Regions from separate parts of the Mus musculus genome. Here regions 1, 2, 3 and 5 are each linked to region 4. Evidence: chromatin contacts called from public Hi-C and promoter capture Hi-C data. All regions are on one chromosome and are shown on one strand. The core of a region is the stretch at or near the end of the contact, and the rest is flanking DNA. Distances in the headings are between cores, read along the strand shown.

Region 1 (4,940 bases), core at 2,231-4,730, 4.5 Mb before region 4:
ACCTCCAGAAATGCTGATTAATCTATTAGAGTAGAGTTGGGAATGTCAAAGCCCTGAGGCCCAATTACAACTTACTACAGGCTATCTTAGCCCTCCAATAAGACATTCCTTTCCTATCTGTGTTTGATCCAACAGCCTTGTGACTAACAGGAACCATTTCAAAAGTATACGTTTGACAGACCACTGGCTTCCACCAACCAAACGGCTCAGAGTGCTGTCAGATACCAATCAAGCTAAAGACAATAGCTGAGCTCTCCAGCTTGGCTGCAATGAGCCTGGCTACCTGATGTTTCTAACAACTTAGTTTAAAATGCCTCCAATTATGACTTTCTTTGCTGTTACTATAAAAACTTCACGAGCCGGGCATGGTGGTGCATGCCTTTAATCCCAGCACTTGGGAGGCAGAGGCAGGCGAATTTCTGAGTTCGAGGCCAGCCTGGTCTACAGAGTGAGTTCCAGGCCAGCCAGGGCTACACAGAGAAACCCAACAACAAGCAAACAACAAACAAAACCTTCATGAAACTGTTGCCGTATTAGGACATGGAATTATTTGCAGTACCTGGAATCTGTGTTTCCAGACCACACTAACTACCACTTGGCTCCAGAATAAACACTAATCCACAATGAGGTATTTTCATGTCAACAACATGCTTAAATTGTTTCTTTTATGATCCCCAATGTATTGTACTACATACTGAGGAAGTTTGACTGTCCATTGCATGTGATAAAATTATATGAGCAGACAATGCCAGACACTTACCTGTGTTTTAATATTTATGAATCCAAACCTTCACATCGGTAGAACTTAAAATCTTATCTGATGAGCATGCTTTCCCTGCCTCACCCTCCATCTCACAGAATACAAAGAATCAAGCAGTTGCCAGTGTATATTCGTGATGAGTGACTTCCTTAATCAAGAATCGTAGAAATCCTAAGTTCAGACTTCTCTACCCTCCACAGTCTCTGGTAATTGTCTCACCTAACCTATTCCAGGCAAAAAGCATTACCTGTGTCTCAAGCCCCACACTGGCTAGCCTGGATCTCTCCAAAGTCTTCCTATTCTCTTTCAATTTCCATCCATACCCATGGCTCAGTTCACAAAGCTGTTACTCTCTAAAAACACATCACCAGACTGTCCCAACACCTAAAAGATCTAAAAGTAGTAATTAATAGGCAACGTGTGACTTTTATCTGAAAAAACACTTAAAAATCTGAAATATAAACCTTGTGTTTGGCATAATATAAACCTTTAGTCTCAACACCTGGGAGGCAGAGGCAGTTGGATCTCTGAGTTTAAGGCCAGGCCAGCCTGGTCTACAAAATGAGTTCTAGGACAGCCAGATGCTACACAGACAAAAGGCTGAGATGGGGGGGGGGGGGGGTTAGTAGTATTTGAGTGGGTATAGGACACACCTTCAATCACTTGAGAGACAGAAGCAGGCAGATCTCTGTTTAATTTGAGACAATTTACGGGGGGGGGGGGGGGGCTGTATTTGAACTATTTCTTGAATAGACTGCATGACCTAGCAACATTGAAATCACTCCACACAAACTACCCATGTGCCATTTGTTGTTCCTAAGTAGCTGATGACCTGACCGGATCCTGCCACCCACTCACTCACTACCTAAAACCTCTAAAAACGGCAAACAGCAGCAGCATTCCAAGGATAAGCAAAACAAACACTCCCACCCTCAGCGTTTAATTTAAATTCAAGATGAAAGACACAATCAGGAAGCAATTGGCTCCTGCTGGAGGGGGCTTAGAAGAACCTAACTTTGGGAACTTAGGGAAAGACTACTCAAAAATAAGAGCTGGGCTAAGCCCGAGGAAGGCCAGTAATCAGAACGTAGGAGGGCTGAGGCAAAACAAGAGAATCACCAGTTCTAGGCCCTGCTTGGGGGGATGGGGGGTAGGGGATGGGGATTATATTAATAGAAAGAGGTAGAAGGCAGGGAAATCATAGGACCAAAAGGAAAAATGAGAACAAAAACTGAAAGAAAAAAAAAATCAAGGAAATGCAATCAATTCGATACAGATGGAGCAACACCAAATCTTAAAACCCAGATGTCAGGGGAAAAAAAAAAAGTTCAATTTAAAGGCAAAAGCCACAGCTTTGTTAAAGAGTCAGAAAACGCAAGACAGTTTCAAAACAAGGCTAATAAGTGTTTGCTAAGCAGACAAAATAAGATTCCAGGAGCACAGACGATGCGCTCAGGGTGAACTAAGGAAGGAGAAGCAGTGGTACCCCCAAATCGAGAGGAAGCACGAAACAGCGCGGAGAGTTAAGGCTCAAACAATTAGAAGACCAAAGGGGCTTACATCGTGGGCGATAACCAAGCACAACCGGGATGTGAAGCCTGGGAGTTTGGGCTGGCCACAAGTTTGCCATGAGAATTAGTCCCAGTGGTCCCTTGGTGGACGCCAAGGAATTAATGCCTCTCAAAACTCAGCGGCGCCCTGGGTGGATTGCACTTCGTCCCTCCGCTTCAGTCAGGATTGATTGTGCAGGCTCCACGACAGGCTCTGGGCTCCGGGCTGCTGACACGCAGGTTCCCAGGGAGTAGTTACAGGCCTGGTCTGTACGTGCTGGTGGGTAGAAGTTAAGTTTAAACTACCGGGCAAAATAAGCATTCGGATTTCTCTGTAGAAACGACGAGCTCTTAAAGAATAATCAGTGTAGCCGGGCGGTGATGGTGCACGCCTTTAATCCCTGCACTCTGGAGGCGAGGCGGGCGGGATCTCTGAGTTCGAGGCCAGCCTGGTCTACAGAGCGAGTTCCAGGACAGCCAGGGCTACACAGAGAAACCCTGTCTCGGAAAACAAAAAAATAATCAGTGCGTACCCATTCCATATTTTCAGAAAGGAAAAAATAGTAATAAACAACGGGACGATGGAGCTGAACATCTGTCCGTGCCAGTACTCAAGAATGGGTCACTGTGTGACTCCAACTGTCCCCACGTGGGCTTTGTCTCCCCGGCCACACTGACATTCTCAACAGCAAGTGGATTATTTTGGCACTCTTTTGTCCGTCTCTCAAAGTGCCTATTACAGAGTCGGTTAGGTCCAAAAAATAAAAAATAAGATAAAAACCCAGACTTCCTGACTGACCTGGCGTCACTGAAGTTGCCTGGCTGAGAACTCCCCTTTTGCTTACTAAACTCCTGCCGAGAAGCGGAACCTGGGTCTCACTCTCCTCCACACTTCGCTTTCCTCCCGCATCCACTGAGTCCCTCTCCAGGTTCCACTAGGAGTCCAGAATAAAGCACATCTCCATCGCCGCAGGAAACGTCCGCCCGCCCGCCCGCCGGCCGCATGCGCCCCTCGCGCCTCTGCGGAGAGCCACTCGCTCACCTACGTCCCACTGCTGAGCCTCCGCCTCTGTCGCCGCCGCCTCTGTCGCCGCCGCCTCAGCCGCCGGTGAAACCCGCGAAGCCAGACGTCCGCTCGCCCTAAAGGCACTTCCGGCGCGCGCGGTGACGTCGCCCGGCGCGCCAGCCTCCGGCCCGGGGCCGTCGGGGTTTGGGGGAGTCGGAAGGAGCGCTGCACCGCGCTGCGTTCGCGGACGCCCGCGCTTTTGCGCGCCGCGGAAGGCAGCCGGAGGTGAAGCCGCCGCGGGCTCGCATCCTCTCCGCTTCGCCTCTGCGCCGAAGGTAAGCTCCCACGGCGCCGGGCCCAGGAGACGGCCGCGGCCCGGGCCTCCGCCTCGGCCTCCGCCTCGGCCTCGGCCTCGGCCTCGGCCTCGGCCTCGACCCTGACCCCAGCTCCGGCCCCAGGAACGTCCAGCCGGGGTTAGCATTTCTCAGAGTGAGAAACTGGAAACGCGACAAGCAGGTTTTGGCTAGCTAAGGCTTTTTGAATAATCCTCCTACTGGGCCAGCGGGGCGCCCTCCGGGGTGCCGGGTCCATTGTCATTCATAGGGGTTCTTAACACTTGCTGCCGACCGACGCGATCGTTTCACCTGTAATTTGCAGAGTTTTAACAGTGACGTTGATTACTAAGCACATTGATAAATATACAGGTTAATGTCCCATTCAAAGTAGGTAATCCATGTAATAGAGTGTCATTTCATGATTTGGTTGTGCACGAAATTTAAAAATCTAAAGAACTTTATCAAAATGTGAAACTACCCCAAGCTTAACAAAACCGAGTCTCTGTCGTCATGGCCTACCTATATCAGTAATCCATATATACAGACGTAGATACAGGAGTTTTTTTAAAAACAAGAACAAAAGAGGCGGGGTAGACAGGTGTCCCTTTCGGAGGTGGGCGAATCCTTGGGAAACATCTTTTCCGCTTTTACCCTAAGAAGGCGTTAAAAATAGCCTTGTGGCTTCTCCATCTCTCTAAAACCCCTCTTCAATCGCACCGCAGCCCTAAAAGGCTTAACACCCGCTGCTAGAAAAGGAATATGGTAATTCACACCCTACCCACACTGGTACTCTAATCTCTTTAAATGAATGGAGCCTGAGGAATTCTACCCTAATTAAGTCAGTGATGGTCCTTGTTTGGTTCTACTTGGAGTAAGATTCCCAATGTCTCCTTTTTTTCCGTTTTAGAAATGAGCGGTGGCTTGGCGCCAAGTAAAAGCACAGTTTATGTATCCAACTTGCCTTTCTCCCTAACAAACAATGATTTATACCGGGTAAGTTGTATGTACATCTAACTAATGGATTCTTTCTTTAGAGACAATCTGAAGCTTAAGCAAAAATACTGCTCCCTGGGAAAATTTTTAGTTGATATCTTCTGCAAATTTTAGTGGGAAATTTTTCAATTTTGTTTTAATTTCCCAAAGAGAATTTGTTGTTTGTGTGTTTTTTCGAGGCAGGGTTTCTCTGTGCCTGACTGGCCTAGAACTCACTCTGTAGAACAGGCTATCATAGAACTCAGAGATCTGCCTTCCTCTGCCGCCTGTACTTGAGTGGTGGAACACTTGCCTAG
Region 2 (4,999 bases), core at 1,284-3,783, 3.9 Mb after region 4:
ATGCCTTGCCTTTTAGAAATAGCAATAACAGGGGCTAGGGAGATAATAGCCCAGCAGTTAAGAGCACACATTATTACTCTTGCAAAGGACCCAAGTCAGTTCCAGCACCCATGTCAGGCAGCTCATATTCCTGTTGGGAGTTACAGGGGATCTAGTGCCCTCTACTGTCCTGCACAGGCACTGTACACACACACAGAGAGAGAGAGAGAGAGAGAGAGAGACAGAGAGAGAGACAGAGAGAGAGACAGAGAGAGAGACAGAGAGAGAGACAGAGAGACAGAGAGAGAGACAGGAGCTTGGAGGGTTTTGTTCTAAGCACTGTTTCATCTCTTCAGAGCAGCTTTAGCAGCGAGGGTACTTGCCCAGGCTGGCAGTAGGTACTCCTTCCTGATACTTTCTCCATTCATTTACCCTCAGCACAACATCCCACCAGAGTAGGCCTGGAACAGTCATTAGATACAAACTTACCCATCGCTTAATGCTCTACAGCAGATTAGCAACTACAGAGTAAGTTTGAAATCATAAATTCCAAAGCCTTCCAATATCTGACGTGCAGGGCTCCAGCTTTCGAAACATTCCAACCTTTTACATTTTTCTCTTACAGGCACGTTTTCTGATTACAGAATGAATGATTTTAAAAATGAAGATTCTAAAATATACAGCATGAGTTTTAATAAATATCAGTAACTGGGAACCGTCTCTTTTTAACTCCTCTCCCAAACCGCTGCAAAATTAATCTTATCAGAAATAGCGTTCTTTACAGAACTGTTCACAGGTGAGGTCTCTGGATCCCTAGGGAAATTTTTCTAATCATTACCTAACATCACCACCAGAGGGCAAAAGAGGTAAGCAGTGACCCTGCTAGATTTACTGTTTTAAGATGTGGACAAAAGGAATAGTGGGAAACGCATTTAAACTGTCTAGCTCAGACTTGAAACTAAAGAGTACCTGACAGACTAAAACAAACGAATGCTGCCGCTGCCATTTCACACTTTACTCAGATGAGTCAGAGGCCAGGAATTCTAGTTTTGTTTCCTGATGACTCTAAAATGTCCCAAACCTACCTGGCTCATAGATCTGTTGTTGATTCAGTGGTCCGAGGCATTACTTATTTGAGAAAATACAAGATGCTATTGCTAGCTTCCAGGACAAGCTGAGCGAGCCTGGGCAATCGGGTTTGGCGAATGATTATCTGTGGGACAGAGGGACTGCTATGAAAACTAAGATGGCATAGCTTAGAAGAGTGCCTCAAACAGAGGAAGTGTCCTGTCAAAATAGTAACAAAAATAACCCCTATTTTTACTCCAAAACTCAAAAGCTGTAGAGGGAAAAGTAACTACTACTATAGGCTAAACTTTTAAAACACATTTCACCAACCCGGGTGATGGTAGAGGGAGGCTGAAGCAGGATGACAGTTTGAGGCCAGTCTAAGCCATAGAACAAGTTCAAGGCCAACATAGGAGATACATACTTTTTTTTTTAAAGCACCAAATACCTACTTATTTCACATTCCATAGTTAAACACAACTCTGCAAATTATCTGGAACAAGGCCTGGCACTTGAGACTTATCTGCCAGCTATTATTGTTGTTATTAAAGCTTTTCTGTTTTATTTTTCTTTTAAAGCGGTGGGGACAGGATCCAGGGTCTCGTACGTACTAGATAAGCTTCTACCAATATGTTACCGGGGAAATTTAATCCCTGTAATAAATGACTTACAACAGCTGCCCGGAAGACTTTGCCAAATGTCTGCGTTTGTGGGTAAAATGGCTCCACGAAATGCTTTTAAGATATGAAGCTAGGAAGTTGCCGGGGGACGGGGTGTGTGTGTGTGTTGACAGGGGATGGTGATGGTGTGTGTGTGTGTGTGTGTGTGTGTGTGTGAATTATTCACGATCGGGCCGCTTCCTGCGGTGTGCGCACCCGCACAACTCTGCGGTCAAGAGATGACTTTCACAGGAAAACACCAGGAGCCGATCGAGGTCACTATAACGCCCCGGAAAAGCCCAAACCTCAAAAGTGGCCCTGGACGAACCCGGGTGACCAACGGCCTGGAAACTCGGTGAGGGCACCGGGGGACCGAACAGCCGGGGAGACGACATGTAAGGGGCGAAGGCCAGCCAGGGTTGGGCCAGGGCGGCCCTGCCACCGCCGCCTACCTCCGCTGGGGCCGAGGCCCGCGCTCAGCCGAGCCTTCCACTGCCAGGCGGCTCGCCCGGCAGGCCCGGCCCGGTCCGGCTTCACAAACAGCCCGCCGCGTCGCCAAGGCGGCCGCCGCCCCGCCCTCCTGGCCTGCCCGGCCCTCACCTACCTTGACTGCCGCCGCCGATCACGCTGGAGTCCCGGCGCCGCGGCGAGCAGGGCCGAGGCGGCGGTCGCGGCCGCTGGGAGATTCCGGTGCGTCGAGCGCCTCCGGGAACTTCGTGATCAGCAGAACTCGGGAGCCGTGTGTCTCTGAGTCCGACACTGAGGACAAGAAGAGACATCCGCTCAGCCCGAAGCTGCTACAGAACGGTGAAGAGAGCGCCCGGGGCCGCCATCTTGTAACTCGAATGGACGCCTCCGAACCAATCGGAGGGAAAAGAGAGGGGGAGGGGGAAGAGGCAAGCGACGCCCGCATCCAGCTACTGCGCATGCGCGTCGGAGCCTCCGCCGCCGGCCCCTTCTCCTGAGGGCCACTTGGGTCGCGCGGCGCATGCGCAAGCCCGCCCTAGAAACAGTCGCCGGGAGGACCATTGGAGCTCGCGCGTGCGCACAGGGAGCGCGGGCAGCGGGCCGGGAGCCAAAGCCACTGTCAAACGCGGGTTAAGCACGTTGGTCACGTGTCGGCCGCCGTCCCAGTTTGAGGAGGTTCGCGCGCCAATCGCTGCCGAGACACTAGCGGGAGGCGTTGTGGTCAGTGACTTTGGAGGCCTCCGATGGTGTGGTGGGTGGCTGAGGAGACTGGCCGTGGATCTGGGGGGAGCACGAGGCGGGTGCAACGTGATTCTCACGTGGACGGGCCTTGGGGAGGGTGGATCTCAGTCTGCGGAGACTTGGAAGCTTGTGGTAGCTCTTCCCGACATGGGGCTGGAGAGCCCTGCGGGACGGACTCTAAAGGTCACCTGCCCCAATTGCTGCTTTATGATAGATGTCCACAGATTTCCTCGTTGGGAGCTGTAAATTTGCCCCAAGCTGCAGGACCAGCTAGGGCCCACAGGAGATGAAGTCCCCGGAGGGATTCAGCTGCGGGACGAACCGTATGCGTCCTGGACCAGGACTCGTGTTTTGTGTGCTTTTAGCTGACTACAGCACTCTAAAGCGGTTCAGTTGTTTAAGAAGGGATTCCGGTTGGTCTAATTCTTCTGCTTGAGTTTTAACGAGAATGTGAACCAGAATGTCAGACCCATCCTTAACCATCCGGAAACGGGTCTCAGAGAAACTAGCATTTCTAGAGCAATAGTTCCAAACTTTTGAGAGAGGACAAAGGGGGTTCCAAGGGAGAAGTCAAGTCCCTTATTTTCAGGGTGTTTCATCCATCGATCTGCAAGAACTGCAAAAGGAGACTAGCTGGCACGGTGGTAGAGTACTTGGCTAGCACGAGGAAAGCCCTAAATTCAGTTCCCCCAGATCCAGCAGAGTGAAAGAGAAAAAGCCAGATCGCATTTAATGCACACATTTGTTCTTGATTCAACTGACTGCCAATGAAGTGTCTTCTGAAAATTTGTGTTAAATACATGCAAGGTATTTTTCTTGTCATTCTCTACACATTTCAGCTATGTCGTTAACGTCATATTTAGTGCTATAAGTACTCCAGAGATAATTTAAGTATCTGAAGTCAGTCAGGTCATGGGCATTTTCAACTAAAGTCACAGTTACTGGAAGGCTGAGGCAAGAGGATCAGCCCAGGCCAGCCAGAGTAACAAGAAGATCCTCATTAATACAGACCAGACCCACAATCACAGCTATTCAGACAGTTGAGGCAGGAGAATCAAAACTTTAAGGCCTATTCTGGGCCACAGATAAAATTCAAATCTATGTTGAGCGTGCCTGAGCAACTTAGACCCTCTCCCAAAAATAAATAAAAATACAAAACTGGCTGGTCATAGTGGTGCTCATTTTAATCCCAGTACTTGATTAAATCCCAGTACAGAGGCAGATCTCTGAATTCCAGGCTAGCTTGATCTTCATAGTTCCAAGATGGCCAGCCTCACATATTGAGACCCTGTCTCAAAAGCAAACAAAAACACAACTACCAAAAAGCAACCAAATGAAGAACCAGAAAGGGTTGGGGGTGTTCAGTGGTAAAGTATCTGCCTAGCGCCTGTGAGGCCGTAGTACTGCAAAAGGAAACCTAAGTAAACTGGAAGTAGTAGTCCACACCTTTAATTCCACCACTCAGTACTGAGGAACAAAAACCTAGCTGCAAGCCGAATTCATTGGAGTGAGATGTCCGTGTGAAACCTGCCCGGAATTCTTTCAGGTTATAGGCAGTTTGGGTAATCTAGGAACTGGGACATGATTGCAAGTTCAAGGCCATGTTGAAGGATCAGGTGAGATCCTCTCTCCAACAGCAAAACCTGCAAGTAAAATACTTCATGTGAATACTGTGCCACTTAATATAAGAGCCTTGAGCAGACTGGAGTGACTCGGTGTTTAAAAGCACTTGTTCTTTCAGGGGATCCAGGTTCAGTTCTCAGAATTCACGTGACAGCTCACAACCCTCCATAACAGGATCCCGGACGTTAACACAACAGACTCCATTGATGGTGGTACCATTCAGGCCATGAAACTCAGCAAGCAGCACCACTTGGTAAAATGAAAACAATGACCACGGCCATCAAAGGCCATACATACTTCATAGTTTCTAAATGTAGTCACCCAGCTCAACTGAAGTATGTCAACCCAGATTGTTGTCCGTGCTTAACTCGCCCTGAGTAAGACTTTGGGCTACGCTGGGATTCTGAACACCCAGCAAGGTTACTGGTCAGCTAAGAGAGTTTGTATTGGCTTAAACTCAT
Region 3 (4,744 bases), core at 1,908-4,407, 3.0 Mb after region 4:
CCGGGCAGCTCCCCATCACTGCTGCCTTCGCTGTCCAGATTCTGGTTCTATTCTGGGCTTTCCAGTGCTCAGAGCGCTGCCCCTCCCGAGAGGCTTCCCTGGCAGGGCATGGGCTGAAGAGAGGCAAGGAGGCTGTGTACATCGCAACTGTACTATGCCTGGGTTTACCTTCTCTGTAGCCAGGTGAAGGTTTCTTCCTCTCACAGGCAAAGCCCGAGGTGGCTGGAGCTTGCTGGTGATCCTCTTTTGAGGCCCAGCCTGACTTGGAGGCTGGGAGGTACTTGATTCTCTTGGCAACGGCTGAGAGGAACAGGGCAGACCCTGGTTGCTCTGGGTCTGAGCAGGGCCTGCTGAGACAGGGGAGCTGAGCAGGCCTGGAGAAGCCAGGAGCTGGGGCTCCCCCATGGGCGGTTGCACCCTCGAGGATGGCAGGCAGAATGTCTCTCTTTTAAGTGACATGGGACTTCTGTCTCTCTTCTGTTCTTTCTCAAAGAGGCTTACTTTTAACTGTGAGTCCTGCACAAACGTTTCCTTGCCCTGGTTCACAGGATTTTGGGGCGTGGCAGCCTGGGCCACCTCTCTTCGGCTGTGACTTTCTATCTGTAAGGCCAGTAAGTGGGCTTCTTTGTACACCTCCACAAACTTCTCCCCAGTGAGAGGGCTCAAGGTGCAAGGGCTACCAGAGCCCGGGGCAAGAGGCTGCCCAGGAACCCGGCGGTTTAAGTCCAAACTGGCAGCAATGCATCTTTCTTTATGTCCAACAGGCCCAAAAAAGACTTCATCATCTTCATTTGTGCTGCGTTTAAAGAAAAAGATTATCAGGGCTGAAATCACACCAGCATCTAGGCGAGGGGCTTTGATGAACCTGTCTATACCAGGGGTTAGGGAAGAAAACGCATGTTTACCTTGAAGAAGACAAGGAAAGATCGAAGTCAAATTTTTCATCTTCCAAAAGAAGAAAGTCTGGGGTGGGGATGGGGAGAAAAAGTTCAGTTATTTTAGGGTAACATAAAACAGGAAAGCACTGGTTTCACAGTTGCTATGAATCTCTCAGTAAAGTAATAGATTGTTGCCTGAATTCAATCAATTGTCATGGGCACCTCAAGTCCTTCTTATTTCCCATTTCCACTCTCAAGTTCCAGGAGCCACTCTGAGTGCACTGATCCACCATCAAAACACAGAACCTTACCTCTATGATAGAATCTAGGGTTTCCAAGAAGGCTAAGTCACCTTCAGGCACAGGCTATTTTCTAAAGATCAACTACTTTAGCTAGCCTGGAATTCAATTATGAGACATCTATCAGCGATGAGTTCAAAGATGGTTCAAACTCACAGTAGAGACCAACGAGTATCTGTGGAGCACCACTGCTCCTCGGGTCCCTTTCCAAAAAAACAAAACAAAAAAGAAAACAAAACAAAAAACAAAAACAAAAAAAACCCCAAAACCTAAACCAAAACCACCAACAAAAATTTTGCTCTGCCTATCCACATTCCTAGCATAGCCTTGGTTGAACCAACTGTGGATTTATTCAGCTCTCTCTCACAGACCAGCCACTTCCCAGTAGTACTTAAAGGTCTGCTTCACCGGAGGGAACCTACATAATTCAGGACAAAATCCTAAGGTGGAGGAAGGTCATAGGCTTCATTAAGGATGCACGTTACAGCCTGGTTAAGTTGCATTCTAAACCTTTATGTTTATGCTCATAAATTACTGGACTGGGCTGCCAGCCTAGGTCATTAGAGGTGCTTCTTATAATGGGCATCACTGTGTTAAGCAGTCTCCTAAGGTGTCAAAGAGGATACATAACCTGATAGGGTGCAAAGGCCCAGTGCTCAGCCCTAAAAGGGAGAAAATAATTGTAAACCCACATCAACCCTCTAAGACTCAGGGGAGCAAAGTTACTTCCCACCACATCTGATGACCTGAGTTCAAGCCCTGGGACCCTCAGGTGCTTGCACACCTTGGTTACCACCCCCAAACACACACATACACATACACACACACACACACACACACACACACACAAACCAAGTCATCGTAAAGATTCCTCCTCCCCTCTTTTAGACAGGGTTTCACTGTGTAGGTTTACAAAGAGAACTAACTGTTCTGGAACTCACTCTGTCGACCAGGCTAGGCTAGCCTTGAAATAAAACTCAAGAGATCTGCCTGCCTCTGCAGTTGGGGCATTAAAGGCGTGTGCAGCCACCACGTAGCAAGTCTTGCTTTTCAAAGAATTTGCCAGCACTCAGAAGGCTTCCGAAGGTGGCTCTCGATGAATTCAAGGCCAGCCTGGACTACAGAGTGAGTTCCGGGTTACAAAGTGAGGGCTCAAAAAAACAAGCAAGAAAGGAAAAGCAAACAAAGTAAGTCAGTGGAGGAGAAAAGAATGAACCACAGGGGAATGGGTGGAGTGAGGGACTCTGCGCTCAGTGCAAGAGAAAGCTGTTGCCATTTTGATAGCACAGCAACTGTGATTAACCACAGGAGACCCTCACAAGATTAAGACCCCCACTTAAAGCCCTTCTGGAAGTGGGGGGAGGCCCCTCTTAAGATTACATAAGTGGTTTTAAAAAGTGGGTGGGGATGTTGTAGGGGCTTCTTTGGTGGTGGAGCTATGAATTGCTAATGTCCTTGTAAGTAACTTCAGTTAAATTTATTTGCTTATCAATCCAGACTTCGTTTCTTTGATCTGTTGTAGCCCTCTCTATTTTGTTTGGGGTGAAAAGGAATACACTCCAGAACAGCCTTACGAACAGAAAGGACTTACCTTCTTTTTTACTACCAGCATCCATCTTCACCTCTCTCTCCACTGGTTGGCCGAAGGCACGTCGCGGCCGTCTCCTCCTTCCACAGAGTTCGCTGCAGGAAGCAAGGGGACGGGAGAATTAGGCAAGTCAGAGGCAAGCCCCAACTTGCTCCCGGTTTCCCAGACTGTGCGCCCCGAGGCGGGGTAACGGATTTCCGGCTCTGAGCTGCAGAGCTGGCACCGCAGCCCGTCCTCCCCGGATCTCTGCGGCTCGGGACCCGGTTCCCCACTCTCCGGGACCAGCGCTACGACCACTCCTTACCCCTCGCCTCTGACCGGGAAGGCATAAAATCCAGCTGGGTCTCCGGCACCGGTTTAAACGCGGCGCCCGGCTCCGCCGGCCGCCGATTGGCCTGTTTAAACAGGAGACGCTCTCGGTGCAGCCTGGGAAATGTAGTCAGAGTGCTGATGTACAAGACCAATGCCCAAGACTCCAAGCCACGGATTGGCTCCGCTGGGCGCAGGAAACTCCCACCGGAAGTTCCCATGACTCTCCTCCTCCGGAGACACAGAAAGGATTTAAGCGTTCCGCCTGTGGCTGTGCTAGCAAAAGGGACCGAGGCGGTGATGGTGGGGCATAGGAGATGGTCAGGCAGCTAGGAAGGAATTTGTCCCGACTCTCTCCGGTGCTTGTCCTGGTATCTCCAGTATTTCTCATGCGTCCGGGTACTCTCTGCAGCCTAAGGCCTCTCTCCTGTACTCTGGTGTGCAGGCCCTCCCTTTTCCCTCAAATGCAGAAGAGTGACAGAGCCGGTCTTAGCACTTCTTTGCTGCCAATATGTTAGATGCCTTTGGATAGCAATGAGCAGGAAACTGGCTTCAAGGTCTGTTGGTTCAAGGAAGTCCAGGGTTGGCCTGGATAGCCATCAAGAAGGCCATCAAGTCTGGATGTCGTCTCTACACATCGGCCAGGTCTGGCTCACTAGTAGGCAAGCTGGCTTCGTCGGACCCAAGGTTCCCACCGGCTGGGGATGGTGACCGGTTCTGTGTATCTGGAATTTTAAGGGCCAGGCTTTTCTGATTCACACCGGGGGCGGGAGGGGGGGGCGCAAGACCACGGTGGCAGTCACATCTGTGGTCCAAGCCTTTAGCTCCTGTGCATGAAATCCCTGCATCCCTGGGGCTATCCACTGGGCAGTAAAGTTCACCAACACTTCTCTTTGTATCATATCAGGTCATAGTAGATGTTCAGGAAAGCATACCCATAGTAACTCACTGCTATTTACATTTTCTCTTGGCTTTAAAAATATTTTTATTTTATTTTTTTTGCCGACGTGTGCGTATGTACAGGTATGCAAGTGCCTACAGAGGCCAGAAGAGAGTGTCAGGTCCCTTGAGGCTAGATTTACAGGCTCTACGTGGGCGCTAGGTACTGATCTCTGGTCATCTGGAAGAACGGCAAGTGCTCAGCCATGGAGCCATCTCTCCAGACGCATACACATTTCCCTTTAAGATCAGTCGCCTGTCCCTGGCAGATGCATGCCTTCTTTCATGAAAGCCTACACATACCAGCTTTTACAGACAAGGCATTCAATGGAAGCCATTGAATACCAGAGATCACAGCACAAAGTGGTTCAATAGCAAGGGCAAGTGCCAAGGGCTATGGGGCAAAGAGAAGGCACTGTCACCAGCCCACAGGCAGGGTGGAAGGCTTTCTGAAAGAGACAGAGAGCAAGACTCCGCTTCTGGCTGAATCATGTATTATTTGGAATCATATACATAATGAGGACTAATGAGGAGGTTCCCCCTTGGCACCTGTCCCCAGGCTCCCTGATATGGAGACAGTACCTCTTCAAATCCTATGGCGATTACACAATTTCTTGACTTGCTGCCTCATCCAGCTAAGATTAGAGAAGCCCATCTCCCTAGGACGCAACCCAAACCTGGCACTTGGGAGCTGCTCAGAGGTTCCCATAGGAGAGGGTAGTCAACGGGAC
Region 4 (4,534 bases), core at 277-2,776:
CGTCACGCGCGTATCGCGGGTCTCCCTGGCTGCCACCCACCGTCCCCAGACCCTGCGCCCTCACACCGCAGAGGGCTACCCCGGTGTCCCCAGTCCCCCCCACCCCTCCCGTAAGCCAGGCGTGGCGCGTGGCCGCCTAACAGTCGCCGGAACGCCGCACCACCTGCTCACCATCAAAGTCAGTGTAGACCGTGTCCTTGAGCACCGCGCCCGAGCCGAAGTCGATGAGCTTCAGCTCTCCCGAGCGCAGGTCCACCAGCAGGTTCTCGTCCTTGATGTCGCGGTGCACGACCCCACAATTGTGGCAGTGCCGCACAGCGGCAAGCACCTGCGCGAAGAAGCGACGCGCCAGCGGCTCGTCCAGGGCGCCTCGTTCAGTGATGAAGTCGAAGAGGTCCTGTGCCGGCTCGGGTCGCTCCAGCACCAACAAGAAGCCGTCGGGCCGCTCGAACCAGTCCAGCAAGCGGATGACGCCGCGCGCGCCGCCCGCCGCGCCCACCTTGCGCAGCAGCACCACCTCCAGGGGCACGGCCACTCCGCCCTGGGGGACAAGGCGGTCATCGGACAAAGCCAAGGCAACCCACACCCGCATGCCCCGCACCCGCACGCCCCGCACCCGCATACTTACGAGACTGCCCCACTCGGTCACCCGCTCCTTCACCACGTGCTTCACAGCCACCTGCGGGGAAAAGAGGGGGCGACACGCGAGCGGTCAGACGGGCGGCCGAGCGTGGCGATCGTCCACGCGGGTGCGCCCGGAGCCACGACTCACCGGGAGTCCGTCGGCGATGCGGCTGCCCGCGTAGACCGTGCCGAAGCCGCCGCTGCCCAGCACGGCGCCCACCTGGTACACCTTCTCGAAGCTCTCCTTGTCAGCCTTGGCTGTGGGACAAACAATCGGGTTGATGATGACCCAAAGCCACCCCCCGGCCCCCGCCCAGGCCCCCTCCCTGGTCCCCACACATACCTGGCTGTAGGATCTTCACTGGGAGGTGGTCCACGCCGCCAGGCCCGCAGAGGTGCGCCAGGGAGCCGAACTTGGACAGCAGCATCGCGGGTGGCCTCGCGTGCGGTGCCGCCTCTGACCCGTCCGGCAAGGACGCGGGAGGGCGGTCTTCCTGACCGCAGACAGCGCGGCGGATCCCACGGCCCCGAGGCCGAGCGCTCAGCGGGGCAGCCGCGCGGCGCAGTTGCCCGGTGGCCGCGCGAAAGCGCGTAGACGGCAGCTGGCCGAGCAGCTCACACGCCCCGGCCGCCTCGCCCCGGGGTTTTGGACCACGGAGATGTGTATCCTTCCGCGGAGGCGGGGCCGCCTGAAGCTCCGCCTCCTTCCGCCCGAGGCTCGCTTTGCGGTGTGGCTGTTTTGAGTCTCGCAGGGCGGTGCTGGGGAAGCCGGACGCTCCCTGTCGTTTCACCAAGGGCTGGTGGCGCGCGGGGACGACGACCCGTCCGGACTAGCTTGCCGTAGTAGAGTCGCGGAGGTGCACGGCGTTCCGCGGCTTTCACGGCGCTCTCACCCGCCCTGCGCACGCGCAGCTCGCGCGCGGGCGGCGGCCCCCTTATGTCTCCGGCAGCGCGGGCGGGGCCGCATAAGCCAATGAAAATCGAGGTTTTGAAAGGACACGGGGACTCAGCCAATGGCAGCGTAGGGCGGGGCCTTCCGAGCCTCGCCCCCCAGGCCGCGCTGAGGAAGGTCACTCTCCGGCTCCGCGAGTTACGCGTGTTGTTCCCTCGTTCTTCGTGGGCGTTTGTGGCTGGGGGTGTGCGAGGAGTCGGCCCCCTCTGAGAAGCGGAAGTCCGGGAGGACAGTCGTGCGGCCCTGAGGCCTACGCTGACACTAGCTCTGTGTGCGTCACCCGCTGCTCGCGCGCCACGATGCGCACGTGGCTGGGCGACAGAGAAAGCATTGCCCTCAGACCTCTCAACCCAGCCTCAGCTCCCTGGAGCACACCTTGAGTGTTCGCCCATCAGCTAGGCTCAGATCTCATGCTCCTAGCTGGGTACTTATGAGAGCCTCCTAAACCCTAGATCCTCCCTCCTGGGAACTTGTCCCTCTGCTCTAAGGCCATCTGACAAAGTGTCCCTTTAGCTGCTCACAACTACCAAAGGTCCTTTGTTGATGACTATTATGCCCATAGTTCCGTCCTGAGCAGCTCAAGTAGACACAGCCTACAGCAGTCTCCCTGTGTCCTTTTTACCTATACCTTAAGACACCAGTGAAATTAGACTCAACTGTTGTTGACCCCTGGCTAAGTCACTGACCCAAGAGCAACCCAGGACTTGGAGTTGTCATCTGTCATAGCTGGGTGAGAATGAGTTGAGAGCCATTGCTCCCTGGACTTCAGTTTGATGTCTAAACGATTCAACTGTCGTTCCTGAACTGCTACTACTTGGGGGATCTGGAGCCTGGCTTCCCACTGGCTTATCCATGTTCCTCCACTAACACCGCAATCCACACTTTCTCTCTCTGGAACCTTTCTGAGGCGCCTACTGCCTTGACACTATTTGGGGCCCACCTGGTTTCCTCACCCCCTTTCTGTCTTTGTGGCCTAGACCCTCAACAGTCTGGACACACTCAGGCCCTCGGAATAGGTCTCAGGTTCTTGGAGCTCTGTCTGGCTGTCTCCTAACATGCTTTCCAGGAGCTGACCACATCTGCCAAGAACAAAGCTTTCCATACCAGCTATCAGCAGGGTTTACAGGGTACCTGCTCAGGTGTGGGGGAGGGGCGGGGGTTGTCTGCCTGTGGGTGCTTTCAAAGGACCAGCTAAGAACCCAACAGGGCCTGTGCTCCTCCTGGCCAGGACAATCTGGTTGTATTGGACCCCAGTCTTTCGGGAGAGGGAGGGAGGGATCCTTGAGAACTGTCTAGGTGGGTAGTAAATTCAATGGTGAAGAATGGCTGGGGTTCCCTGGTGTCTCCCTAGAGACCCTCACCCAGCATGTGACCAGGCTGGCCTCAAACCCATAGAGATCCTCCTGCCTCTGCCTCCCCAGTTCTGGGATTAAAAGTGTGTACCAGCACCAACCGGCTCCCAAGTGATTTTCTTTTCTTTTTTTTTTTCTCTCCTGTTTGTTTGTTTTTTAAGACAGGGTTTCTTTGTGTTGTCCTGGAACTTGCTCTGTAGACCAGGCTGACCTTGAACTCAGTGATCCACCAGCCTTTCCCTCCTTAGTGCTGGGATTAAAGATGTGTTCCACCACCACCTGGTTCCCAAGTGAATTTCTAAGCGGGTTCATTCCAGATCATCCTGGCCTTCACCCTGGCTAGTTCCTCTTGTAGTTGGCCTTGGGAGACCAGGACCAGAAAGGACCCCCCTATCCTTGGTCCCTAAACTTCTGAGGGGTGCTCCTGACACCTCGAATCTTCCCATACTAACTTACCTTATGGTGCTGTCACTCATAGCTCCTCTCTCCTCCCTTCCATGGTAGGCTGAGACCCCTTCATTGTACTAGAGGACTTGGGGGTGGGGGTTTATCTTTATTGTGTGGTAGATCAATTACTCTGTGGGCCCGTGTGTGTGTTGAGGACCCCAAACCTTCTAAGCCCCGTGATGTTATCAGAATAGGCCATGGCTCTCACCCCCAGGAATCATACATCCAACATGTGGGGGGGTCTTGTCATATTCCATTTGGCCTGAAGAAAGGTCTGGTAAGAGGCTTTATCTAAACAGCTATCCATGCATCTGTTCCGGACAGGCATTTGGAAATCCCTGTGTCCCCAAATAATCCTGCCCCACCCCCTACCAGCAATGGGCATAACCTACCCCATCAGCCTATTAATTAGGTTATCAAATAGAGGCTCTGTCTGTGGAGCCTATTCCCTATTTGCATGGGAGTCTGGACTGAATCTGAAACCCATGGCTTCTGGCCCTTGTCTACCTGCCCTGTCCCCGCTCCCAGCCTGTTAGAAGGTGGACCTTAGGCCATCCCTGCTCCACAGGTTTCAACACCTGTAACCAGTTACTGTACTGGGTACCAGTCCTCCGCCTGTTTTTTTCCTGGTTCTTGGAAAGCCCAACCAGTAAACCTTAAAAATAGCTCTGGCCCTCACAGGTCAGTGATCCCATAGGCAGCAGAGCTGGAGATCTCCTACAGAAGAGAATGGTCCTGCTGCAGATGCCCATGCCCTGTTGTTTGCCTTCCCTCCACTCAAAGGATGCTCTGGGTCCAGATGAATGTGACATTAGAGGAGCACGCATCCCGCCTGTCTGCCTTCCCGTCTTAACCAGGGGTTACTCAAGGAGAGGGCTGCTGGAGCAGGATCGCTTCCACCAGAGGGTCACTTGCTCACACACACACCCCAAGCCACCCTGCTGTCCCCATCTACATGCAGCCTTGGAAACAGCCGTTCCTGCCCTGCAGTGGGTACAGAGAACGAACAGCCAGCCCCACCAGGTCACTCTGTCCTGATGGTGGGAGGGGCTGTGTTGTTGCTGTGGTGACAAGAGCCAGGCTGTCCTTTTCCTGGTAGAAAAGGAGAGATGATGGATTGGAGGATGGTCAGGGCCTCAGAGTACATACACACACACAC
Region 5 (4,368 bases), core at 629-3,128, 3.2 Mb after region 4:
TTCCTTGGACCACACCCAAGACACATTTATTCTTTTTTTTTCCCATAAAAAGGGGGGCACTGGTCTCTGAGTTGAGATTCCTCGACTCACTTGAAATTATTGGGCTGAAGTGTGCCTCTGTCCACAATTGGTGGGAAAAAAACAAAACAAAACAAAACAAAAACCAGAGAGGCCATTCTCTTGGAAACCATGTGTTTTCTTTTTATAGAGGTGCCCATCCAGTTCCCAAGCTTTGTCTTCTAATATGGAGAAAGAAAAAAAAAAAAAACCAAAAAACCAAAGCACTGTAAGGCTGCCTCTCTGAGGCACATTTCAGTCTAGAAAATCTGGACTATTGCAAACAAATGAGGTAGAACCTCAAGCCCAGGGCTAGGTACCCACTGCTGCCAACAGCCACCACATAAGACCTGGAAAGACACTATGGAACCAATAAGATACCTTAGGCTATCCCAAGGAGAGCAGTAGGTGCAGAAGAGAGAGGCACTCTCAGTGCACAAGGCTGGTTTCTTCAAAATTATATATGAGAACACTGGGTGGTCTCTTTCATACACATTCTGTCCCTGAGAGTGGCTTGGCAGGCTTGGTCCAACAAACCAGATGCTTGGAAATCACCTACTTTTCCATGTTCTTCAAAGGCATCATAGAGACCATCTTCTGCAACCCACTCCTGACTCCGGTACAAAGAAAGACAGCGCACAAATGATGCACAATCTACAATGTTTCATTTGGGGGTTGATCTTGTAATGGTGCAGAAGCGACAGGCATCAGCAGAAACACTACTTGGGATTTTGAGTTTGATCTCTTCCATGCTGGTGATAATGCGATATAAGCACCCTTTCTCAACGCTGGCCATCACCAGGGGAAACCACATGCTCCAGTGTGCTGAGTTGATAAGCCAGGACATTTAGTAGATTAAGCAACCCCATGATGTTTTAAGCCACAGTGGGTCCTCTGTATGAGCCATTATTAAAGGTTAAAGAACCTTTATTTGATGGTCTCGGTGAACAAGTTGGGGTGGGGACATCAGGCACCTCCAGGATGCTTAAAGTCTTCTGGCTAGGAATAAAGAATGATGAACGGGGCAGTGCTGGCGACGAGAGGTGACCACGGAAAGGAACTATGTGCTCCAGCTGAGCAGAACAGATTAAACCAGAGAATCAGAACCAGGGTGTGGAAGGACTTGTCTCTCTGTGGAGGGACAGTGCTGGCCACAGTGGCTAGGAGCCCTGCGACAGCACATCAGAAGCATGTGCGGGCCTTCCTGAAAAGTGGCTGTCAACAAATAGGCGCTCTCGTCTCTGGGCCTGCAGACCTCCAAAAGGGGCGTTCACACTGCGGGGCTAGCCTGGGCTCTGCATTTCTTGGATAGGGCTGAGCACCCGGCAGGGCCACGTCGCTCCTGGTACAGAGGGAGGCTACAGTCTAAAGTAGGAGGGGCCTCGGGTTCCCGGTGCCAGGACTCCGCCGCCAAGACGGTGCCGTGGCCTGCCCCCTCTAGGGACCTAGAAAGCTCCACGCTCACACCTTGAGGGGGTACAGAGGGAGCAGAAAAGGCAGAAGTGCGCCCACGGCGCCCACAGCCCTTAAAATAACACACAACTCTCACGCTCCACCCCGGAAGCAGACTCGCGGTAGACGTAGGGCGGGGCCTCTCGAGTCTGGGGGCGTGACTTCTAAGTAGCCTGCGCCGGAAATGAAGTCCAGGGTGCGGCATACTTGGAGGCCGCGGTTCGCAGCTGAGAGGCGGGGCCCTGTCTAGAGGCGGAGCCTTGCCCAGCTGGAGGTGGAGCCACTGGGCCACCATCTCCGACTTCCGGGGTCGCGGGCGGTGCGGGCGGAGTGAAGCACAGAGTGGGCGGGCCCTGGGTCGGCCAGCTCTGAATGCAAATTTACGGCCTAGCAGGCTGCGGCTCCGGGGCGAGGCCTGCGTGTGGGGCGGGGCCTAGGTATGTGGGCGGGACCTGGCGCCGGGCACGCCCAACCTTAGTGCGGGCAGGCGGGAGGCGGAGCCTCTGCGCGCGGCCTAAATGAGTTTGCGCAGACTCAGGGCGGGCTCTCAGCCTGTCACTGTGAACCTTAGGGCTGCATTTCACTTGAATCAGATTTTCGTTTTAGTCAGACTTTTCTGTTCTGAAAGCTTTCCTGCCCTTGGAGTTTGTAAATCTTGGCAAGGAGGAAGAAAACGGGTAACCCTCAAGCTCCTCGTGAGATTTTTCCTTTTTTGAGGCTGTGTACGTGATGTAAAGAGTCTTGCAAAATTGCAGTAACACTTGAGAATACCTTAAAAATACCCAGTTCTTGATCTAAGGGTGTACCTCAGTTGGTAGAGTCCTTTCCTAGCAGACAGGAGACCTTGGCTTCCATTCTAGTATCAAACAAACAAACAAACAAAAACTTTATAATTTTCCAACTCAAAAATCATACGTTACTGGAGAAAATTTAGAAAGTTGACAAGAATTTTTAAAAACCTGATCAATATGCCAGGTAGTGGCACACTCCTTTAATCCCAGCACTTGGGAGGTAGAGGCAGGTGAATCTCTGCTCTTGAGACCAGCCTGGACTACAGAGCAAGTTCCAGGACAGTCAGGGCTATATCTCAAAAACACCAACAACAACAACACAAAAAACAACAACAAAAACAAATAAACACTCTGATTATTTAAGATCACTAGTGTTAACATTTTGACGTTTCTATTTTTATAATTCTATGTATATTTGAAACAGAAATAGGGACAATACTATACAGTACTACCTTGCCCTTTGTCTTTTTGTGGCTGGTGTTGCTGTGAGGGTCTGACCATAGCCCTATTTGTGGCCCCACACAGCCCTAGATGGGAAACCCCTTTGTTATTTAACTCTCATAGGCCGTCTTGTTTCCATCTCTTTTGAGTTTTCCTTTCTTTCTTTCTTTCTCTCTTTTGTTTTTGTTATTGTTTTTTGTTTGTTTTTGTTGTTTGTTTTTTCGAGACAGGGTTTCTCTATATAGCCCTGACTGTCCTGGAACTCACTTTGTAGACCAGGCTGGCCTCGAACTCAGAAATCTGCCTGCCTCTGCCTCCGGAGTGCTGGGATTAAAGGCTTGAGCCACCAAGCTCGGCCCTCTTTTGAGTTTTCTACATTTAAAAGGTAACAATGTTTCAACAAGTGATAAATCACTTGTAGCCAAAAAATAGATACCTAGTGTCCAGATTACATAAAGAACTAAAACTCAACAATGAAATCCCTAATTTAATTATAGGCAAAGGACTTAAATGTTTTTAAAGACTAAGTAGCTAAGACCCATACAGCCAACAAGATACTCATTGTGGCCAATCAACAGAGGGGAAAAAAAAAAAACCAAATTCACAAAACACTTCACACTAAGGTTGCAAGTACAGAAAAAAAAAAAAAGCACAAAAATGGAAAAATGGAAAAAGTGTTGGCAAGTATGTGGAGAATCTGGAACCTTTTCACATTGCTGGTAGGAATGCAAAATGACGTAGTTGCTACAGAAACCTTTATGGAAAAGCCAGAGCTACCACAAGGCCCAGCAATTTCTCTTGTCAGTATGTAACCAAGGACTTGAAAGCAGGAATGCTGTCAGTCTGCTGTGCACTCCTGCTCCAAGGAGAGGAAAGGTAGAAATTCTAGAAACAGCTCCCAAAGGGTCATGGATGGGTCAGTGGGTGAAGCTGATAGCATAAACACAAACAAAGGGGCATCAGCAGGCTTAGAAAGGAATCAAGTTCTCCAATCAGCTACAACAGAATTGAACCCTGAAAACAGGGCTAGGTGAAGAAAGCTAGACACAAAGTATCCAATCATGAGGCCCATTCAACAGATCCTCAGGCGAGCCCATAGACAGGAGAATGGCGTTTCTAGGCTCTGAGGCCAGAGGAAGTGTAAAGTTCTTAGTGACCAGATGAGTTTCAGTTTAGGATGAGAAGGTGTGGAAATGGATGCTGATGGCTGCATAGCAAGGAGTGGATGCCTAATGCTGTGGAAACAGTACATTAAAAAAAAAAAAAAAAAGCTTATTAATATTCATGAGGAAGTCTGAGGACGATTTTTAGGAGTGTCTCCTTCCACCTCCTTGAGGGAGGGCAGCTCATTTCTGCTGCGCAGTACAGGCAAGCTGACCCTTGTGCTTGCAGCTGATTCTCCCGTTTCTGACTCCCATCTCGCCGAAGTGCTGAAATTAGATACATGCCTGACGTAAATCAGACTTTTTATGTGGGTTCCAGGGATCAAATTCAAGCTGGCGAACGTGTGGGGCAAGCACCTTTACCTCCTGAGCCCTTTAGCCAGCCTCCTCAATAATACCCTTACAACTATGTTAACACCCCCTAAAGGCATTTTTGGGGTGGGAAGACTTTTTGGAGTGTGTGT

The links. Promoter capture Hi-C pulls out the DNA fragments that hold promoters and counts their contacts. A called contact is a pair of places that touch in the nucleus more often than the background predicts.
Region 1: a contact with region 4 is called in a Hi-C map of B cells, with 6 read pairs. The contact joins the promoter of Zcrb1 here to the promoter of Pim3 in region 4. A contact is called at or near these places in 1 of 39 promoter capture datasets (pre-B cells) and 1 of 484 Hi-C or Micro-C datasets (B cells).
Region 2: a contact with region 4 is called in a promoter capture Hi-C map of cranial neural crest. The contact joins the promoter of Nup50 here to the promoter of Pim3 in region 4.
Region 3: a contact with region 4 is called in a promoter capture Hi-C map of embryonic stem cells, with 4 times the contacts expected there. The contact joins the promoter of Gtse1 here to the promoter of Pim3 in region 4. A contact is called at or near these places in 1 of 39 promoter capture datasets (embryonic stem cells), 1 of 115 datasets of contacts at active chromatin or transcription factors (large pre-B cells) and 1 of 9 other capture datasets (embryonic stem cells).
Region 5: a promoter capture Hi-C map of pre-B cells shows a contact between it and region 4. The contact joins the promoter of D130051D11Rik here to the promoter of Pim3 in region 4. A contact is called at or near these places in 2 of 39 promoter capture datasets (cranial neural crest and pre-B cells).

Annotation. Positions count from the first base shown.
Region 1 is chr15:93,396,874-93,401,813 of GRCm38.p6, reverse strand. It overlaps Zcrb1 (zinc finger CCHC-type and RNA binding motif 1), which reads left to right and starts at 3,480. Exons shown (of 8, transcript NM_026025.3): 1 at 3,480-3,651; 2 at 4,559-4,644. The coding sequence starts at 4,561. It overlaps Pphln1 (periphilin 1), which reads right to left and starts at 3,464. Exons shown (of 9, transcript NM_175363.4): 1 at 3,353-3,464.
Region 2 is chr15:84,920,962-84,925,960 of GRCm38.p6, reverse strand. Nup50 (nucleoporin 50) reads right to left here and starts at 2,533. Exons shown (of 8, transcript NM_016714.2): 1 at 2,311-2,533.
Region 3 is chr15:85,858,120-85,862,863 of GRCm38.p6, reverse strand. It overlaps Gtse1 (G two S phase expressed protein 1), which reads right to left and starts at 3,157. Exons shown (of 12, transcript NM_001168672.1): 1 at 3,070-3,157; 2 at 2,769-2,860; 3 at 906-963; 4 at 169-796. The coding sequence starts at 2,793. Ttc38 (tetratricopeptide repeat domain 38) reads right to left here. Exons shown (of 14, transcript NM_001033337.4): 14 at 4,042-4,744.
Region 4 is chr15:88,859,186-88,863,719 of GRCm38.p6, reverse strand. Pim3 (proviral integration site 3) reads right to left here and starts at 1,526. Exons shown (of 6, transcript NM_145478.2): 1 at 968-1,526; 2 at 773-882; 3 at 629-679; 4 at 172-541. The coding sequence starts at 1,052. It overlaps Gm33049, which reads right to left. Exons shown (of 3, transcript XM_006521646.3): 3 at 1,214-1,887. The coding sequence ends at 1,240.
Region 5 is chr15:85,632,106-85,636,473 of GRCm38.p6, reverse strand. D130051D11Rik (a long non-coding RNA gene) reads right to left here and starts at 1,878. Exons shown (of 2, transcript XR_003951642.1): 1 at 439-1,878.